Regions from separate parts of the Ovis aries genome. Here region 1 is linked to region 2. A link is a contact called in public Hi-C data. All regions are on one chromosome and are shown on one strand. The core of a region is the stretch at or near the end of the contact, and the rest is flanking DNA. Distances in the headings are between cores, read along the strand shown. Region 1 holds the start of CAMTA1 (calmodulin binding transcription activator 1). Region 2 overlaps CAMTA1 (calmodulin binding transcription activator 1).

The links. A called contact is a pair of places that touch in the nucleus more often than the background predicts.
Region 1: a contact with region 2 is called in a Hi-C map of mixed tissues, with 3 times the contacts expected there. The contact joins the promoter of CAMTA1 here to the enhancer-like site in region 2. A contact is called at or near these places in 8 of 16 Hi-C or Micro-C datasets (hypothalamus, liver, mixed tissues and 5 more).

Annotation. Positions count from the first base shown.
Region 1 is chr12:45,958,322-45,961,983 of ARS-UI_Ramb_v3.0, forward strand. It overlaps CAMTA1 (calmodulin binding transcription activator 1), which reads right to left and starts at 2,348. Exons shown (of 4, transcript XM_027975693.3): 1 at 2,269-2,348. The coding sequence starts at 2,313.
Region 2 is chr12:45,868,685-45,872,201 of ARS-UI_Ramb_v3.0, forward strand. It overlaps CAMTA1 (calmodulin binding transcription activator 1), which reads right to left. Exons shown (of 4, transcript XM_027975693.3): 4 at 1-3,517. Among named protein-coding and RNA genes, the nearest start is that of CAMTA1, 90 kb to the right of the region's middle. Within about 2 kb of position 1,432, at least 6 of the 54 cell types and tissues checked have an H3K27ac peak or open chromatin away from gene starts, as enhancers often do.

The DNA of each region.
Region 1 (3,662 bases), core at 1,098-3,597, 91 kb after region 2:
AAGGATCAAGCAGGAATGATCACTTAAATTCAGAATGCCTAAGTCACGGCAGGCAGGGGCAAGCCCTCTACACTTTGCCTATTCAGGGACCTGGTGAACATTCAGGATGTCATTCTGCTTATTCTATCCAGTACAAATGACAGAGGAAGGGCGGCAAGAAGTGGCCATTTATCAATGAGTCTTCGGATTCCTCTAAGCTGAAGAGTTCCCAACAATCGTGATGCACATCTATGTCCTTACACGTTAAAGTCTCCACATACACCCAAGATGTAGAGATAGTCATCTAACCCTTTCAACTTCCTGTATAAATGTAATGGATGTAATTCCACCTATAAATATTTGCCTGTATGTGTGTAAACATAAACAAATGCATAGTATCCTTTTTTTTTTTTTTTTTGCCAAAAAAGAACCAAAGCCACAAAAAAATAAAAAGCCTCTCAATTTCCCCTTCCCTGAAACCTGTAAGCTCGAAAGAAATGTTTGGATCCCACAAGAGACAACACCAGGACCCAAGGAAGGTTCTAGTACAACAAGGAGCACACTAGCAACCTCTTCCCGAATGGCATGTGGGCGACATGGGTGTCTCCACTCCCTTTTCTGGATGGAAAGGCATATGGCTTCTTTTTACCCAGCCAACATGAATACAATTTAAGAAAATTAGAAAAAGTCAAGGTAACAGGCTCACTAAATATGGCTGACTGGCAAACAGAAGCCATAAGGAGGATATGAGTTCTCTTAAAAAAGAAATGGGAAGTTTATTTCCAGGGAAGGTTCAAAGTCTCTTGAATGAAAGATGTACCAAGTCTGGTTCTCAGTGCACAGAAGACAGTAATCATGAACACCCAAAGCCAAGGGCACAGGAGCCTCTTTCTGGGGGAGGCTGAGGTGGGGGGGGGGGGGCAGTGTCAATAGATGAATGCTTCCCCCACCTAAGAGCAAGAGTAAACTGGAAGCCAGAGCAGACCCGTTTCCCTCAGACACAGGCTCACTGCTGGGACCCCTTCTCACTCGAGTACCAGGCACAATGGAAGCCCTGCCCTACATCTGATGGGGCCACAACCCTCACCCAGAGGAGGAACTCCAAGGAGAGGAACACGACAGGGGAGACAGAGAAAGTGGGAAAGGAGCCCTGGGATGTCCAGTTCTTCCCAAAAGAGAGAGAGAGGGCAACTCAAAGGGTATTCAGGAAATGAGCTCACCCCAACCCAGGAAAGTGTGCGGAGAGGATGCCTCCTCTGTAAGAAGTGTCTGCTTTCCTATTTAGAAATGACTTCAGAGCTGCCCAGGCCCCTATGACCCACTGGGAGAGGGAGAAGAACAAGGGGAGCCCGAGTCCTCTTGTCCTGGCAAAAGGGTCAACAGATGGTGTGCAGAGGCCCCAAAGATTCCACAGAAGATGAGAGGATGAGGCGGACCCCTCTGCCAGAGGAGGATCAGGGTCACAGAAGGTAAAGGGCAAGGGAGTATGGAAAGCCTCACTCGCCGTAGCATCGGAGACCCCACCCTCCAGGCTGCGAGGGGCGCAAGGGCAAGAGTGGGATGGGAGCGACTGCTAGGGGCGGGGGTGCTGCGCAGGCCCCCTCCCCGGAAGGGAAGGGGGAGGGGTCACACGAGGCCCTTCTGCCCGGGGACGCTCAGCAGGAGAGGGTCCCCCTGGTGGGGAGAAGCGCGGGGACCCCGCCGGCTCTGGGAGGCGCCCACGGGGCTCCAGGGTGAGGCTGGACAGAGTCCGCCCGGCCCCGCCGCCGAGAACCAGAGGCGGCGAGGCTGAGCGCCGACCGTGCCCCGACGGGAACCGGCCCGGGGCAGCGGGGCGCGGGGCCGGAGGGGGCCAGAGGAGGATAAACTTTCCGCCCCGCGGCCCCCACCGGCGCGGGGGGCGGGGGCCGCGCCGGGGCCGGGAGCGGCGGGGATGCCCGGTCCGGGTGGGGGAGGCGCCGGCCCTCCCTCCGCGGCTCCTCCTCCTCGCTGGGCCCGGCCCCCGCCCGCCGGCCCCCCGCCCCTCCGGCCCCAGCCCGCCCCCGGGTGGGGGTGTGCGGCGCCGCGCTCCGCCGCCCCGCGAGTCACCTCAGGACCCGGCCGCGCTCCGCCCCCCCACCCGCCGCCCCCTCCCCGGCCCGGGGCGCCCGCCCGCCGCCGACGCCGCCGCCGCCGCCACCGCCGCGCCCCCGCGCTCCCGCCCGGCGCCGCCGATGCCCGGGATGTCCGGCGGGGCCGGGTCCCGCTGCCCGCCGCGCCGCCCCTAGCCCCTCACGCTCCGGCTCTTACCTTCCGGCTTGTTTTCGGCAGCCATTTCCCCTCCGCGCGCCACATCCTCCTCCTCCTCGCGACCGGGACCCCGAGCGCGCGCCTCGTACCGCCGCCGCCGCCGGCCCAGCCACCCCGCCGCCGCCGCGCACCCGCCCTGGCCCCGCCCCGCGGCCCACGCACTGCACCCGTTGGGCCGCGCGGCTGCCATTCATCGCTCCCACCACCAATCGCCCCGCACCAGGGGTCTCACTACTCTCCGGGAGGAGCGTCCTACCCATCCGGCCCATTGGCTGGTCACCACCCAACGGAATGAAAGGATTGGTCAAGACTCAACGCCCCCTCCCCACCCACTCCCAGGAAAGCCCGCCTTCCAGACCTAAACAAAGCTTTCCAGTGGCCAGAGCTCGAAACAACTGCCCAATCAGAAAGGGGCCGACACGGAATATTTCCTCGAGGCTGAGACGTGACATTTTGATTGGGCCTTCCTACAGTGTTTCCCAGGCCGTCCAGACCAATCAAAGGGGGTTCCCGGAACTCGGGAGCGGCGAAGGGAAGCCCCGCCCCCGAGCGTGACCGTCATGAGGAAGGCGCTCGCTCATTGGCGCGCTGGGGCTTTTCCCGCGTGCTCCCGGGGCTGAAGGACGTTCCCGGGGAAGCCGCTGCCGGCGCGTGGGGTCCCGGTGGCAGTGGAGAAGGCAGCGGGATCTCCGGGATCCCTCAGCCTCCCGCTTCCGGGGGGCAGCGAGGGCCGTGGGGGCTTGGGGTTGGCTTCCGCCGGTCGTAGCGCTCGGGAGCCAGCCGGCCCGAGAGTCCGGGCGTCGCTGCGGGCCGTGAGGGCTGGGTCGCGTCTCCGCCTGGCCCCGCCCCTTCCCCTCCCCCCGCCGACGCCCCGCCCCCTCGGCCCGCGCCGCCGCGGCCCCTCGCGCGGGTGCCCGGCCAGCCTGTGCCCGCCGTCGCCCGCCCCCGGTGTGCTCCGTTGTCCCCTTTTCTAGCGGCTTAAAATACTGAAACTTTATTTTGGTCACGTTGGCCATGTGACCCGCAGAGCCGATGACTCATAGATGCCTGTCCCAGGATGAGGCCGCCGAGCAAAATCTTAGAGAAACGTTGAGCCTCGGCGAGCCTGCTCGGAGGGCGAGGCGAGCCAAGTTTGCTTCCATCCTGGACTCACATTCGTGGCTTTCCCGAGCGAATATTCCAGCGTCCACTGCACTCACGGCCAGTGCAAGACGAGGAGACCAGCGAGGTTTCAGTCGCGGAGAACCCAGAAGCGGGTTAGGGGCCATCCTGAGAGGGAGAGAGGAGGGACAGACACACCGCTGCAGCTTCTATGCAAATCCGTCCACACCTAGGAAACCAACACACACTGCACAGAGAAGCCTAAAGCCAGAGGAAATGGCAAAGATGAAAAT
Region 2 (3,517 bases), core at 182-2,681:
CCATCACACGGGTGCTTGGCTCCCTTGCCCCTCCCCTGCCAGCACTCCCCAGGCAGACTTCCAAACCTAGGTCAAATCCAGCTCTCGGCATCCTCCCAGCCCACACTGGGGCAGCAGAAAACACAGCTTCCAAAGCACCTGCTCTGCTTCCTCTCCTCCCGTTTGTGCTTGAACCAGCTAGAGTCAGTGACACCCTTGCCATTTCATTCATCTGGCTCTTATCAAAGTCACCACTGACCCACACTGCCAGGCCCAGGGTCAGCTCTCAGCCTGCATCTCACCTGACTTTAGAAGGTTTGACACAGACGACCTTGTTTGCTGCTTTGACACACGCTCCTCCAAGACACTCTACTTTCCTGGTTTCCCTCCGTGGAGTCCCTTCTCACCTCCTTCGCTCCCTTCTCCCCTTCCTCTCATCACTGAGTACCTCTGTGCTCCATCCATTCACACCCCCTACCGGATTCCATTTATTCCGCAGTTTTACAACCCTTCAATCCACTGACAACAGTGAGGAGCCTGGCTCAAGTCAAGACCCCTCTAAACTGCCTGCCTTCTGCACCTATCCACGTGGCATCGTGACATTAACACAACACAGGGCTGTCTCCTGGCCCATCTCCCTCACCTGCTGCTCCCAGTCTTCCCCATCTCAGTGAATGGGAACTGCATTTCCAGTTGTTCGGTGCAAAAACATTGGCATCATCCCCAAGTCCTCACGTTTGCAGACAACCACTCAGTTCTTCCCCTGAAATGCATCCAGCATCTGACCGCTTCTCGCTGCCCTGGTCCAGATGAGCCACCACAGGCCTCTGCAACAGTCTCTTCACGAGTCTCCCTGCCTCCATCCCTGGCCCCCCTAAACCAGGGATCAACAAACTTTTTCTTAAAGAGCCGGAGAGTAAATATCTCAGGCTCTGTGAGCCAGATGGTCTCTGCTGCAACTACTCAACTTGGCTGCCGTGGCTTGAAAGCAGCCTCACACACTACGCAGACAACTGAGCATGGCTCTGTGCCAATAAAACTGGAGCGTGAACGGACACTGAAACCTGAATTTCATACAAGTTTCATGTGCCACAGAATATTCTCAAGTCATCTTACTTCTTTCCCAACCCTCTAGCAATGTAAAGAACATCCTCAGTTTGCTGGCTGCCCAGAAACAGGCAGCAGCTGGATTTGGCCCTGGGGCCAAGGTAAGCCAACCTTTGCCCTAAACTACTCTCTGCATTGCATGGAAAGCGATCCCTTTATATATATTGTTTTGGCCAAGCCATGCAGCATTTGGAATCTTAGATCCCTGACGAGCAGACCGAACCCGTGCACCCTACAGTGGAAGCTCAGAGTCTTAGCCAGTGGATTACCAGGGAAGCTCCCAAAGTGATTGTTTTAATCACGTAATTTTCCTGCTCAAAAATTCTTGGCTGGCTCCCCTTCTGACTCAGTAAAACCAAAGAACTGCCCACGCCCTACAAGGCCCAACCACCTCATCTGCTCCCCTCCACTGTCCTTACCCAGTGCGACCACAGAGGCCTTTTCGCTTCTCTTTTGCTATTGCTGAGCCCACAACTACCCCGGGACCTTTGCTTCTGTTGTTCCCACCGCGTGGAGTACCCTCCGCGCGGATATCTACATGAATCACAGTGCCACTTCCTTCAAATCGCCGTAGGGGCGCCACCTGCTCCCTCCACACCAGCCAAGGCAGCACCCGTGTGCACACACACCCACGTCAACATCCAGAACATTCACTGTTCTTTGTCACACTTATTATCATACAGTATTTGTTTCTTTATTCAGGTAGAAATAAACAGATCAGGCTATTTTTTAACAGGCAAACAAGATGGCCCAGTGTTCATGAAACCTGGAGGCAGACAACCTGGGTTGAAATGCCAACAGCACTGGCGCTGTGACCCTGGGTGAGTTATTTTTAACCGCTCTGTGCCTCAGTTTCCCTCTCTGTGAATCAGGGACAGTAACAGCGCCCGTCTCCTCCGTGTTCTGAGCGCTGATGAGGTCCTCAAAGTGGGCTGTGCAGTCACTCACTGTCACCTTTCTGCTTCTAACTCCTCCTGGCCAACCAGAAAATAGGCTCTTTGAAAGCAGGCCTCGCTTTGTTTACTGCTTTACTCCTGTACCTAGGACAGTGCCTGCTACTAGGCACTGGGTAAATATTTATGGGACAAATGGATAAATGTTTTGAATTTAAGTCTCTCTCGAGGAGTGGAGAACACTGCCTAGCCCCCAACGTCATACAGCTATCGGGGATGGCAAAATTCTCTTAAAACCCCACCGCAGCAAGAGGAAAAAACCCCTGACTATTCCAGGTGGGCTTCTGGTGTTTTTCTCCAGGGTGAAACCTGGACGTGAGCCCTTAAAGCCAGGCTCTGAGGGGCAGCAGTGTCACTCATAGAAAGTCTCCTACAGTCACAAACTGTGCTGTATACTCAGGGCTCATGTGGTCAACTCTCTAACCAAGCTACAGAAGATATAGACCCCACAGTCGGATTCCAATTCCGCAAGTAAAACACCAACTTAATACCTAATAGCACAGCTCTGTACAGGTCTAACAACACTTCCTGGGCAAAAGCACAAAAAACTATTTAGTCAAAGCAGCTGACACTTAATTGACTTCTAAAAAAAAAGAACATCTCATCAAATGAAAGTCTTTCCTAAGCAAAACGGTGGTTAAAAAAAACTTTCATCCACCCATCTCACACCCCCCAACACTCACAACCACCACAGTACCATGGATACAGCAGCTCTCCTAAGATGACTGAGTTCTGACTGATAAACAGTACTAACGAGTCCTAACATCCTGGGGTTGGGCCTTTAATGGGAAGATATTAACACTCATACATGTCCTGGTATAACATGGCTCTTCTTTCAGTGAGAATCCTACTTCCTTTAAAGACACGGGACAACATGATCACCCGCCAGAGTAGACAACTACTCTCCTGACCCTTTAAAATGCTTCCCCATGAAATAAGAAATGAACACCTTTAGTGTTGGTTCTACCAAGTGAGAACGAGTGAGTGAGATGTCGGTGGTAAAAAACACATTTATGTCCATTAGCAGAAAATTCAGGTGTAGAAGTGCCTGCCTGCAACGAATGTCAGAAAACCACGTGCCTGGATACGTAAGTGATTATGAGGAAGGGTAAGAAACTAGGGGGGTCAGTGGGGGAAGAACCCCAGAGGTCAGAGTGAACTGCCTGCCCACCTCCTGGGTGGCTCTGGCCTCCTGATGACAGGGGCACAGCCCGGGGGCGGGTTTTTCTCAGAAGTGACAAGACCTGAAATTCATCTTTTCCTGTTAACCCAGGAATGGTTTCATTTTTTTCATTCTGCAGCTGGCTGGCCACTGAGGTCACCATGACCCGGAACAGAGGACACACAGGAGGGAGGCGGCATCCGTCCCAGCTCTGTCCTGCCCTGCTACATGGGGAGCCAAACCTGAACAGTCAGGATGGTAGCTCTCTAATTTAATACTGTATTTAGCTGATGATCCCAAATAACACTTTGTCAGC